Linked DNA regions of Mus musculus: regions 2, 3 and 4 are each linked to region 1. A link is a contact called in public HiCAR-type and promoter capture Hi-C data. All regions are on one chromosome and are shown on one strand. The core of a region is the stretch at or near the end of the contact, and the rest is flanking DNA. Distances in the headings are between cores, read along the strand shown. Region 1 holds the start of Cyp46a1 (cytochrome P450, family 46, subfamily a, polypeptide 1). Region 2 holds the start of Ak7 (adenylate kinase 7). Region 3 holds the start of Papola (poly (A) polymerase alpha). Region 4 holds the start of Ppp2r5c (protein phosphatase 2, regulatory subunit B', gamma).

Region 1 (3,197 bases), core at 483-2,982:
GCAGTCCTGGAGAAGGCCTGTTTAGGAGGAGTGAAAGTTGTAAGTGCTAAACAAGGCAAGGGGGGGGGTGTCCAAGGGAGACCCCCAAGGTCAAAAGGAGGGCAGAGACACAAGGGAGAGAAGAGTGGCCTCCCCATGTCTCCAGCCACAGGGGTCACTCGGGTCCACAAACAGGAATTCAGGCTGCTGTACTGGAGATGGTACCTTCCAGAATGTTCATATCCAGAGGTCTTTAAGAAATGTGTCTAATACCTTTGCTTATTTATTTATTCATTCAACAGATATTTATTTATTGAGCAATTAAGTGCAACATGCCAGGCCCTGGAGGTATGACACAAGCAAACCCAACATCTCTGCCCTATTTGGGCTCACATTTTAGCATGGGGCAATCAACAGGTGGGAAAAAAGGTGACTCCAGGGGTAGCCTTAAAATTACCGGGGCTGGGCAGGCTTCACATAGAGGGATTGGGACAGCCTGTTTGATATGAGAACAAGAAAATACCACTCACAGGCCAGAGAAGGTGAATGGGGAGAGCCAATGGAGAGATGTAGGGGACAGGCAGGCTTAGGGCAACCGTAGTATGCAAAGGGGGCAAGAGGGGACAGGTACTAAGTTGCCTGTGAACTTAGTAGTAGCTTGCTAGCTGTGTGGTATGGTTCATGTGAAACGGGATTTTTCAACTCTGAAGTGATGGGAAGCCCTTGGGACACTTTCATTACACATCTACTCTAAGCTTCAAAAAGCTCTTGCCAGGTATAGTGGCACAGGCCTTTAATCCCAGCACTCAGGAGGCAGAGACAGGCAGATCTCTCTGTGAGTTTTGAGGTCAGCCTGGTCTATAGTGAGTTCCAGAACATCCAGGGTTTTGAAGAGAAACCTTGTCTCCAAAAAAAAAGGGGGGGGGGTGAGAAAAGGAATAAGAAAGAAAAGGAAAAGAAAGGTAAGCTTTTGATGGGAGCCATTGGTAAAGTGGCCAAAAACGGAATGGAAATACTGAGGACAAATGGAATGTCCCAGGACAGAAACACAGAAACAGAAAAACGTGACGGGAGTACAGTGTTCAGTATTTGGACAGGTTGGCCCTGTCCAAGTCCTAAAGTTAGCAGCGTCCACTTCGAAAGCAGCCTAACCTGGGTTTAAATCTAGGCTTACCAACTGTGTGACCTTGGCAGGTGACTTCCCCGCGTGCGCCTCAGTCTGCAGGTCTGAACGATGGGGTAACAGCAGCGCTTACCTGACAGGACTGTAGCTGCCGACACATTTGTGCGGCCCAGCCAAGCGCGGTGGGCGCCCAGCAGCTGCTGCGGCTGTGAGTAATTTGTTACTAAGAATAGTTAGCGCCCCTCTCCGGGCCTGCGTCTCCGGGCTGGCCGTGCGTACAAGACGAGGCTGGACCCCCGTCCTGGGCGCTGGCTCTGACGCGGTCCCCAGACCCCGCGATCGAGAGCCCCAGCCAGGCCCCCGCCCCCACCCCCCGCTCACCTGGGCCGCGGCGGCCCGGGGATGTGCTCATAGCGGCTGCGAGCGCGATGCACGAAGGTGCAGCAGAGGCCGAAGGCGAGCAGGACGGCGCTGCCGAGCAGCAGCAGCCCGGGGCTCATGGCTCGTGGTCGGCGCCGGTGCAGAGGGGGCCGGAGGCTGCGACCGACTAGCTGTCAGCGCTGCGCGCCGCCTCGGCCCCAGGCCCCGCGCTCACCAGCACCGCCCCCGCCGCTCGGCTCCGCCCCCGCTGGCTCGACCCCGCCCCGGGCACGCGGACCCGCCAACCACGTCTCCGCCTCCAGCCCTAGCTCTCAGGACCCGCCCCCGCACGGCCACGCCCTCTTTGAGGCCCAGCCCCAGCCGCCACGCCGTTCCCGCCCAGAGCGATAAGTATTCACCAATCACAACCTGGCTTTTGGCTCAGACTTTGAGGCCACGCCCCTTCTACCCTCTCTTGAGCTCAGACTCCACCCCGAAGTCGCCCCGCCCAGAACGCGTTGTCCTGGCAACCTCGCTTCCTGGGCGCAAGCTGCCCAGGCGGCGGCGCAAATCCCGTCCGCTGGCTCCGCCCCTTTGGCCTCGCCAACTGTCTCTCCGCGTGCAGTGCCAGGCCTCTTCCTTTCTCGTGCAAACCTTCTGAAAACCCTTTCCCAGCCCTCCAATCCCCGTCTTGCGCTGACTGTTCTCAAACATCTCCCTGAAACCTTAGCGCCCCAAAGTTAGTCAATCCCAAATGTCCTCGCGCTGCGCCTTCATTGCAGGTCGGTGCAAGCCTTGCGCCCGCTGTGTGCCAGCGTCCGCCCGGAGGCGGAGGACAAGATCCTAGCAGGATGCAGGAGTTCCTGGGCCCGGGAAAACCATAATCCTGAGTATGGGTGATGGTCCATAGGAATGTGCTGGGCTGTGCTCCGCCTTCTCACCCGGTGGAAGCGCAAAGTGCTCCTCACTTCCGAGTTTCAGTTCCCGTGGGGGACGCTCAGATAGGCCTGCAGTGGATGGGAGGGCCAGATGTGCGCTCTCCTTGACTAGATAAAGAGCCTCGGGATTGGGGAGTGGGGGCTCTGAAGACCTCGAGAGAAGGTCGGTTTCTGACTACTCCGAGACCTTGGTTAGGTCCTGGAGGGGTCTGAAGACAGAAAAACAGGAAAAAAGTGTGGACCGTGTGCCTACATTTCCGGGTATACAGGACCAGCCCCCGGGAGGGACATATCAGGGATCCGTGAGCTGCAGGTGACGGGGAGAGCTTTAGGAGCTGTGCTTGATTTCGGTCTGGAGAGGCCACCTCAGCCTGAACAAGACGGGAAGCCAAGCATCCAACCGGGGACTGGCCTCTGAGTGGCATTAGGGGGATGTGGCTTGCCACCGCGCCCCCGTGTGGTAGCGAGCGGCAGTCGCATGTGCGCAACAGGGACCTCCCGTGGCCCTGCTTGGGGGCAGAGGAAGGTCAGCCAGTTTAGTTTAGCCATTTGTGAAAGCTCCTGAATTGAGAGGAGATGAAGGCATGAGACTGCGAGGAGGGTGTAGACTTCTTGCGTGCTTTTAGGCGAGTTAAAGAGAGTAGACAGCAAAGACCGTGGGGCATCGTGGTGCTCACAGGAGAAAGGATCAAAAGTTCGAGGCTAGGTGGATATGGTGGGTGATACACACCTTGAATCTCAGCACTGGGAAGGCAGACCAGGCCAAGACTATACAGAAACCCTGTCTCAAAAATAAA
Region 2 (3,197 bases), core at 267-2,766, 2.6 Mb after region 1:
CACACCGTTCTCTTCTGTATCCTTACACTCAGAGCGTTGCTTGCTCGGATGAAAGCTTTCTGTCCAGTGGAGAACATGAGCTTCCATTCCCACCCCTTTCTGCCTATCCCAGTGCTACAGTTGTAGAGCCGTCCAGCAGGCCACCACCCCTTGATAATCCACGCCAGAATTTAATTATGCCACAACTGGTCATCTGGTGATTTGCTTTAATGAGTCACTAGGGGGTTTGTTTCCACACTCATTTTTAACCATCTTGGGAGGCAGGAAGCCTGAGTTCTAATCCCCTCTGCTACTTAATTAGCAGTGCAGCGAGGGTGAGGGTACCTCATTACCTTTGACTTCCCACAAGCTGGCAGATTCCTCAACCCAACGGATCCAGAGTCCTCAATGGCAGGGCCTCTGCAGGTGTGTGCTAAGATTTATTTTTATTTTATGTGCATGTGTGTGTGTTTGTGAGGGCGTGTGTGTGTGTGTGTGTGTGCCATGTGCATGCAGTGTGCCGCCAGAAGCCAAAAAAGAGGCATCAGATCATCTTGGACTGGAGTTACAGACAATCTGGACTGCCATATGAGTGCTGGGAATTGAACCTGGGTCTCCAGCCCCTAAAACATGACTGTCTTTGGATGAACAATTTAGAATGACAGCTCCTAGGTTCTCTCTTGGGATCATGTGTGTGTGTGTGTGTGTGTGTGTGTGTGTGTGAGTGTGTGTGTGTGTGTTTACGCTAGAGGTAGAATACTACTTGCTCACTTTCTCCATAGATGATGGGGGTCAGACCTCAGGTCCTCACACTTGTGTCTCAAGTAAGGTCTCCTGCTAAGTCATCTCCATAACTTTCCTGGAAGTAAGGAAGCTTAATGGGACCTGGTCAGAAATTGTGCCTAGCACAAAACAGATGCTTAAAAACGCTAGATGGATGTTTCCTGGATGACATAATGGCGGGACTTACGCGTTGTGTGCTCCAGGTCCCGCCCATAATACCTATGATTTGTGCAAGCCCTTTCCTCTCTTGAGCCTCATTTTCACCATAGCCAAAACACCTGCGTTATTAGGAAGGAACATGGGTCAAGCCTGCTTAGGGACAGGTCCTGGAGGCACTGATGTGCTAGGATTGGAATCTTCTTCCCCCGGGGAGGCTCCTAACAGCCAGTGATGCAGGCCTTTGCTGTGGAGATAGATCAGGGACACACACTGAGGGTTGAGGGCCAGTTTGGCTCGGGTCACCGCTCACCTTTCCTATGTTTCCGCTGCTATAGGTGTCCAGATGGTTTATGAATACCCTCTGTATCTTCAGAACTTTTTCGGTGGTCGCAGGAACTTCCTCTTCAGCCATGGTGGAAGCTGTAGTAGTTGCTAAGGTGAAAGAGTCCTGTCGGTTGCTAAGGAGGAGAGGCTGGGCTTTGGAAGGCTGAAAGGGTCAGGCTCCCTGAGGCGAGGCTCGGACTCTCGGAGGGGTGTGGCTTGCTTTTGGGCGGGGCGTGTCCTGTGGTGAGGGCTCTGGATAGGGTGCAGCTCTGGGGGAGGGTCCGTTGGGGGCGTGGCACGGGTCTGGCCGGGGCGTGTCCTAAAGGGCGGGGCTGATCTCCCTGGAGAACTGTCTAACTGCCTTCGGCACATCTCCTGTAGGACGCTCTGCTTGGGTAAACAATTTCTCTACTGTAAAGAAAAGCAGATGTCACGAGTTTTGGGGTCAAGGACCACAGCGTGAGAGCCCACCACCACAGCCTGTACTGCCCAGTAGCTGCTTGGTGCACAGGGTTCTACTGGCTTAGGGGTTTGACTAGTTTGCTTTCTATTGCTGTGAGAGTACCAGACCAAAACTAACAGGTTGTAGACCCATCATCCAGGGAAGCCAGGGCAGAAGGCATGAACCTGGCTGGAGGCAGGAACGGAAGCAAAGACCTTGGAGGAACGTGGCTTACGGGCTTGCTCGGTCTGCTTTCTTAAGAGAACTCAGGATCAAGGGCAGGATGCTCACGGTGATCTGGGTCTTCTATCAATGAAGAAAATGCCCCATACACATGCCTGTAAGCCATTCTTATGGAGGCATCTTCTCAATTGAGATTTTTCTTCCCAGATTGTCTTTCCTAAGCATTTTCAGATGCCCCCTCCCCCCTTACCACCCTGCCTGGGGATTTGGTGGAGGTGCCTGGAGGGACTTTGTGACCAGGAATTCACACACAATCATGAAGTTTACACTCAGACCGTTTAAGCTCTGGGTCTTCTTTACAAATGAGAATACTCGTGCAGTTGCTGAAATAAACCACCTCTTGCTCGGAGGGTGAAGGAGGTGCCATCAAGCCTTACAACGTGAGTTCCATCCCTCTGTCCCAAAGAGACCGGGCTCCAGCAAGCTGTCCTCTACACATGTGCCCTGGCACACACACCCCTCTTCCACAAATACATTAATGCAATAAACAATGTGTATTTTGTTTTCATCAAAAGTTGTGGTGTGTTATGAAACAACCGGCTTGTTTTGTTGGAAGGGTCCGACTGCACTGAAATAGTTTTAAACACTAACTTGTTAAATCTAAATACATGAACGTATTTTATGCAAATATGCATGCATATATAGAAATTAAATATTTATTTTTATGTGTACGTGTGTTTGCCTGCATGAATGTCTCTGTGTCACATGTTTTCCTGGTGGCATCCAAGACCAAAAGAGACGTTGGATCCCTGGAACTGGAATAACAGAGAGCTATGAGGCACCACTCTCAGGTCTTCTGCAAGAGCAGCCAGTGCTCTTGACTGCTGAGCCATTGTGTGCCTATTGGTTATATTGATTATATTGATTATATTATAGCAACTGCTGTATCATTCCATTAGTTCTTTCCTGTGCATGCATGTTACTACCAACTGTGTGTGGTGCCTTTTATTAAGTACTGCAAAGTCCTAGAAGACCATTCTGCCCCAGTGGCTACTCAAGTTTTTTCATCAGTGCAAGCCTCAGCAATGCTATACCTAATATACCAGGGTGGTGGCAGGGGGAGCTTAGAGGGAGAGTTCCGAAGTCAATGTGGCCCATTCCCAAACTAGTTTCCTCCTCTATTCCTAATATGAACCAAGCAGCAGGTTTTGCCCCTGAACACTGGAGGGAGCACAGGGCATCCTGCATAGAAAGCACTGAGGGTAGTCACAGAGCCAGCAGCTGACTTGCTATGTGGGAAGCGCTTGGGCTCAGCAGAGCAGGAGGG
Region 3 (3,197 bases), core at 696-3,195, 2.5 Mb after region 1:
GCAATCAAAAGGTACCAGCATTTTCCAAATTATGTATGTAATTATACACAAACCATATACCTTTGAGAATGTTTTGTAACGACTCAGTCCATTCTGACCATTCACCTGAACTGTCTATGCTTCAATCCCAACTTACATTGTCTAAATTTAACAGGCACACCAAAACCCACACTGGATACCAAACACAAACTATCCAGGAAATCTCAATTCAAAAGATCAAAAGTAAAAATCATGGCAAGTGATGCTGGCACACAGAAGAACAAGGCGTCCCATGGAGAGGTGAGCTCAGGGACAGAGCCCTCAAGAAACAAAGTAATGAGGAGGAAGGCAGGCCTGTCCTCCTCAGCCAGGCAGTCTTGGGTTTCCCTGGATTAAAAGTCCCAGTACACTCTGGATGGAGATAGAACAGCTTGTAAGAAACTGGCTATAGAGTTCAAATCCCATGAAACACACAAAAAAAAGGGGTCATGTGCATGTCCATCTGTCTTGGCTCCATTTTTTTAAACCTAAAGGAAATAGACTGAAGAACTTCAAGCATAGACCTGGACATGTGCGGTGCTCATGCAGCCTCCTTGTACCGTTCCACTTTCAGAAGTGCACTGAAATAAAAACTGCAGGAAACCTGTACTCTCCCTCCTACCTTCACTCCCAGACACAAGATAACATTTCTAATCCGAAGCCTTCCCTTTAGAGTGTGCAACCATATCTTTTTTTAAGCACTGATGTATCAGAAAAAAGTCTGGATGAGCTAATACAAGGTCATCATGTGACAACACCTCACTCACTCACATCTACTTGAACCCCACTGAAAAACACCAAACATCTTTATAGATTCTATTCTCGTGCTCCTTTACCCTTGTTCCATGAATAAGGAGTCAAAGGGAACTTTGTGGTTAATTAAGCCCAACAAATGTTATCACTACAGAAATACAGCTGACAGGTCTCTGGACTAAACATCAGGGTCGAGTAAAGCTAGCAAGCTAGTGTGTGAGAAAGAAAAGCGCATGAAATCCATTTTTAAATTAGTAAGTACAACCCTAGATCTGTCACATTGAGGCTACGTCCAAAACTGCCTCTCTTGTTTGGAAGAAAAGCAGTCGCACGACCTAAAGCCTTTTCGCCAAGATAGGTTAGTTGGAACATAAAACCCTCATCTACTTTCGAATCCCAACAACCGGTTTCCAAATATCTTTCTTAGGAGAAAAGGGGGGAGGGGGGAAATTAAGTAAAGAAAAATCACGGTCAAGTGTGTAAAGTAGACCTAGCGACATTAGAAGGCCTAAGTGAATTAGCTCAAAGCGTACACTCGCAATCACAACACAAGTGACCCAAGGGCGGGAGCGATCAGGTAGCGCGCCGAAGCCAGGTTGCCTAGTCACAACAAAGCAGGGACGGCGCCGCCCCGCAGCCCGCCGTTCCGGAAGCTGCCCCCGGGCCGCCAGCGCGGCCTGCTCCCTCCCGGCCCCGGTTCCTCACCCGCTCCGAGGGAAGCGGAAGTGGGGAACTAGGGGGCTGGACGGCGCCATGGTGAAACCGGGACAGGAAGGAACCCGGGAGCCGCGGCCCGCCAGTCCGCGCCGGGCGCCGTTCCGCTTGGGGATCCTGCGGGGGCCCCGCGCCCGAGGGGCCGGAAGCCGCGGCCCGGGGCGCCCGTGCGCCTCCCCTCCCCCTCCGCCACCCCCGGGGCCCGGCCGGCGTGCGCCTCACTCAGCACGCCAATCACTTACAACGGCATCGTCTCCGGCGCCGGCACCGCCCAGTCACTTCCCCCCCGCGACCGCTGCCGTCCTGGGCATGATCCACCGAGGCGGGAAGGACGGCAGCCTACCTCAGCCCCGGGGCCAACCCAGTCCTGCACCCGTGCCCCGCCGCTTTAAGCGCTTCTCCTCCTTCCCCTTCGTCCTAACATGGCGCCCGAGCGCTACCACAGCAACGTTCTAGAACCGCTGACGCCGCCACGCACACCGAGCGCGCGCCTGCGCGCGCGCTGCGCGACGCCGCAAGACCTGACGGGAAATGTAGTTCTCGGCGTGAAGCGGCGCTTCTCCCCCTCCCCCCCCCCCCCCCCCCCCCCGGTGATCTCACGCTTTCGTGGTAGAGCGTGGGATGGGTGCGGGAGGCTCCGAGCGAGAGGCTGTAGTTCATTCGCTTGGCGACGCCGTCCTGGCGAATGAGAGTGACGCAGCCGTGGCAGCGATGAGAAGGGGGCGCGGCCCAAGCGGGCGCCACGTGCGGGGCAGCCCAAGCGCGGGGGATGCCTGGAACCGAGAGCTGTTCGGTGCCAGTTGCACCTCCGCTGCGTGGGAGAACTGCTTTTTAAACATCGATGTGAGTGAGGACTTAAATGTGTTAGAGCCCAGTACAGAGCCTGTCCCAGAAGTGTGGCCGTGGATCCCCTCCCCTGACGATGACCCTCTGCATCTGTGTTGCCCAGACCTGTGCTTCTCATGCCAAATGTGCAGGGCAGGGGATTCCGGACCAAGGCAATAATTTAATAAAATTGACAGTAACCTTTGGGGTTTTGGCGGGTTTTTTGTTGTTGTTGTTGTTGTTGTTCTTGTTTGTTTTATAAGACAGGCTCCCATGAAGCTACTAGCCCTTAGTTTCTGATCCTCCTGCCTCCACCTCCTGAGTGTTGACATTACAGGTGTGAAACACCACTACCAATTTTATGTGATAGATTGGAATATACTTCTGGGTGTGACTATGACCTTGTCTCTGTGCTGAAGAGTTAATGCAGTTGGGCAGGTGAAGTTCGGGTTACTGGACCATACTCAGAAAAAGGAGCCATTCCTAGTATGCTGGGTTCATCTTAAGATAATGTATTTTTCCTTCCTAAAATTTCCAGCCCCTGGCACACTTCTTACGGGGTTTGGCTGGGTACACTCACCATTCTGTTCTGAGTAATCATTAGAAAGGCCCAACTATTCCTTTTCCTTCTCATAGCTTCTTGAAAGAAGCTTTTGGCCGGGCGTGGTGGCGCACGCCTTTAATCCCAGCACTCGGGAGGCAGAGGCAGGCGGATTTCTGAGTTCGAGGCCAGCCTGGTCTACAAAGTGAGTGCCAGGACAGCCAGGGCTACACAGAGAAACCCTGTCTCGAAAAACCAAAAAAAAAAAAAAAAAAAAAAAGAAAGAAGCTTTTGGAGGTCCCCTGCACTTAGGGCTTCCTTTCACTCCTAAAGCTCCCTCCCCATC
Region 4 (3,197 bases), core at 391-2,890, 2.1 Mb before region 1:
CAGGGCAGAATTTAACTCATTCTAATGAAGCTTTCGGGAAGAAGAGGCCGAACAGCCACAAATTAGAAATGTCTGTGGTAAAATCTCAACGATCCGGCTCTGGAGAGGGGAGACTTAAGGAGCAGCTTCCAGGTGCCCTGAAATTAAAGCCTGAGCCTCTTCGCTTGGGCACTCTAGTTCCAAGACAATGAGATACAAAACAAAGCCAAAAAAGGGGGGTCAAGGGGCCTGCCCTGAAAATCCCCCAAGGGCACAACTCTATTAAGGATCACAGATTCCACCAAATGACCCAAGGGATCATTCCAGATATTCTTGAAATAAGCCAAAGCCAGGAAGCAAGAAAAGTCAGGATTCACCAAAGAGGATGGAGGAGCTTGTGGGAAAGGAAATAGAAGACTGTTTAAAAAAAAAAAAAAAAGTACCCAAATTAGAGCCACCAAAACACATCCACACTTAGTTGAAAAGGACCAGACATCAGCAGAAGAGAAGCTTGCCCAGGACACCAGTTCGAGGCTGCAGCAAGGAAAGCAAGGACCGTGGAAGTCACTGAGAGAGCCAGAGACACAGAAAAGGAACGAGGGGGCAGACCCTAAAGCTAGAGACTCCATTTAAGACCAGTTCACTGGGAGGGCTTGAGCTCTGTTAGAAGCCACAAAACTGTTTTTAAAATGTCAGTTTCGCTGTGCACACTTTAATAAAAGAGTGGGGGGGGGGATAAGTAACTCATAAGAAAAGACTTCAGAAACACTTTGGTTTGTAGAGCCTCCGTGTTAGACCCTAGATTAAAGGCTGATCAAGAATAACAATGAGCTTGTCCAGAGGTTACCTCTGTTTCTGCTGTATCTTGTCCTTCTTTTGGACCTTTTCCACTTTTCACCGGTTTTGGTGGTTCCTGGGAATCATCACAAAACAAAAACAAAAAAACAAAAACAAACAACAACAAAAAACCATTAGTGTTCTCAATATTTGGACCGCTAAGCATCAGCTCAAATGCAGTTTCTAAATTGATACATATCACTGAGAGCTTCTGATGGCTTTAATATGTCAGCAGCAAACTACATCATATTGAGTATATTCACAATACCAGCAGCCTTCAAATTCCGTTTCTCTTCATGTCTGTGTTGGGGGGCGGGGGAGGGAGGTGAAAACTCCAGGTAGGGACACGTAACCCCAGCTCTCGGCCCATCCCTTTCTCCCCTCCCACCCTTAAACCTCACAAGTGAGGGTTTCTGGGGCGAGTCCGGAACGCTCCAGCACCCCAGCCCCCGCCACGCAGAGCACTGCACGGAGCATCAGCCGCCACCCAGAGCGACCGCGGCACCTCAGCGCCACCTCAGAGCCTGAGCGGCCTCCCCAGCTCCATGCAATCCTGCCAGCGCCCTGGGCCCGCCCGCGAGCCTGGACGACCTGCCGCCCCGCCCCTACCCGCCGACGCGGGGACCCCAGACCCGGTCCCGGAGCCCCCGGCCCCGACTCACTTTCTCCTTCTTGTTTTTATTCGGCATGGCTGGTGCGGGCCGCCGCCGCCGCCCCTGCCTCCGCCCGCCGCCACTGCCGCTGCAGCAGCAGAAGCGCCCCCGGCCCGGCCGTCGCGCCGCCCCGGCCGCCGCCGCCGCCGCTGCAGCCGCCGCCCGGGGACTGAGTCGCTCGTCCGCTCTCGCTTCCCCTTTTCCAGGCTCCCAGAGGCTGCGGCAGCCGCGGCGGCGGCGGCGGCGGCGGCAGCGGCGGCGGCGTCTCTCCGCCCCTCTCCCGGCAGGCCCCGCCCCCGCCCCAGGCCCCGCCCCGCGCCGGCCCCACGCTGCCCTCTCCCCGCCTCGCCGCCCTCAACGACGCCACGCCATTGGCCGACACGGCCCCACGTGCCCTAACGCTCCGCAGCGTCGCCCCGCCCACTGCGCGGCCTGTCCCCACCCCCTCGGTGCGGACCGGCTCGTGTGCCGGGCTGTGAAGGTTTTGGTGGAGCCATCAGGGAGGGAGCTACTGGGGAGAGGGAGGCGTGTGCGGACAACGGAGGTGATAAAGTCACGGCCGCTGAGCCGGGACGGGGAGGAGAGCAAAGGACAGTGAGGAGCGGGAATGCACATGTGAGATGTATGGCGACTATTCTGTAGCCTTCCAGGCACGAAAAACTCTACCCCATAAGCCTGGTAGCGGTGACGCTCGTGCAGTGCGGAGGAGACCCGGGACCGCGCGAGCGGCGGTTTCCTTGGGCCATTAGGCCCCGCCCACGAAGGCAATGCTGCTGGCTCCGGGGTACGCTCCGCCCACCGCACGCCTCAGAGGCGGGGCTCGCCTCAGCCCCGCCTATAGAGTCCACGCCTCTCCTTTCGTCCCCGCCCACGCGAGCAAAGGAACTCTCCCCAGAGCAGACTCTGCCCACGGCGGTCCAAGTGTAGACTGCCTAGTTCCCCTGTGGTCCTGCACGCCGAAATTTCTCTGTTCCAGACTCACCCGCAAGGCAACCGGCTTCCCCAATGTAGGCACCGCCCACCTTACGTCTTAGGGATTGGATCCACCTAGGCCGAGCCCATCAGCTGCTCACTCTGAGACTCTACCTGCACACTGCCACCCATCGCCCCGGCCCACCAGGGAGGTAGTCAGATCAGTGTAGGCTTTTTTTCCGAGCCCATTACGTCTGAGCAGCCCTGCGTCTTTGTTATTCTTTAATTACCAGTGGTCGTTAGCCTGTGAGAAAACTGCATGAAGACCAGGGATCACTTGATTCTCTCACTTCTCTAGTAGCTCTTTATGAGGGAAGAAGCTAATTCGCTACTTATACAGTCCTGTTTTTGGAGTTGTCAGTGTCTGACATCCTATGCTAAGGGGGAGCACTCAGAAGGAAGACTGTAGGAGTGAACTGTTTCGAGTGCAGGAGACTTCAGGCGCTCACTCATGATTTAGGAGGTGCCTTCGTCATAAGCTTTGAGCCTGCTAGACAAACGCTGGAGACTTCAGCTACGTACCCAGGCCAAGGCACTGAAAAATCGATGTATCTTAACCCTTGGTTTTTGTTTGTTTTTGTTTTAACTCTTGTAAATGCCAAGCAAAGCATTTTTGGTTGTTCTCACCCAAGCTCTGTGGGGGTTAAAAAAAGAGAGATTTATCAAAACCCAGAGGTGCTGTAGGAGGTTCTGAGAGTAAGTTGTGTCTGCTGGTGTCTGAATGTTCACCAAAATAAAACTAATCTGCAGATAATC

The links. Promoter capture Hi-C pulls out the DNA fragments that hold promoters and counts their contacts. HiCAR-type assays count read pairs that join an accessible place to other places.
Region 2: a HiCAR-type map of astrocytes shows a contact between it and region 1, with 5 times the contacts expected there. The contact joins the promoter of Ak7 here to the promoter of Cyp46a1 in region 1. A contact is called at or near these places in 3 of 39 promoter capture datasets (cranial neural crest, hippocampal neurons and pre-B cells) and 1 of 115 datasets of contacts at active chromatin or transcription factors (astrocytes).
Region 3: a HiCAR-type map of astrocytes shows a contact between it and region 1, with 4 times the contacts expected there. The contact joins the promoter of Papola here to the promoter of Cyp46a1 in region 1. A contact is called at or near these places in 3 of 39 promoter capture datasets (cranial neural crest, liver and pre-B cells) and 4 of 115 datasets of contacts at active chromatin or transcription factors (astrocytes, large pre-B cells, thymic regulatory T cells and 1 more).
Region 4: a contact with region 1 is called in a promoter capture Hi-C map of pre-B cells, with 5 times the contacts expected there. The contact joins the promoter of Ppp2r5c here to the promoter of Cyp46a1 in region 1. A contact is called at or near these places in 1 of 39 promoter capture datasets (pre-B cells) and 1 of 115 datasets of contacts at active chromatin or transcription factors (astrocytes).

What each region holds. Positions count from the first base shown.
Region 1 is chr12:108,332,851-108,336,047 of GRCm38.p6, reverse strand. It overlaps Cyp46a1 (cytochrome P450, family 46, subfamily a, polypeptide 1), which reads right to left and starts at 1,732. Exons shown (of 15, transcript NM_010010.2): 1 at 1,484-1,732. The coding sequence starts at 1,602.
Region 2 is chr12:105,704,301-105,707,497 of GRCm38.p6, reverse strand. Ak7 (adenylate kinase 7) reads right to left here and starts at 1,516. Exons shown (of 18, transcript NM_030187.1): 1 at 1,232-1,516. The coding sequence starts at 1,333.
Region 3 is chr12:105,783,445-105,786,641 of GRCm38.p6, reverse strand. It overlaps Papola (poly (A) polymerase alpha), which reads right to left and starts at 1,945. Exons shown (of 22, transcript NM_011112.4): 1 at 1,728-1,945. The coding sequence starts at 1,735.
Region 4 is chr12:110,445,667-110,448,863 of GRCm38.p6, reverse strand. Ppp2r5c (protein phosphatase 2, regulatory subunit B', gamma) reads right to left here and starts at 1,640. Exons shown (of 16, transcript NM_001373949.1): 1 at 1,479-1,640; 2 at 827-892. The coding sequence starts at 1,505.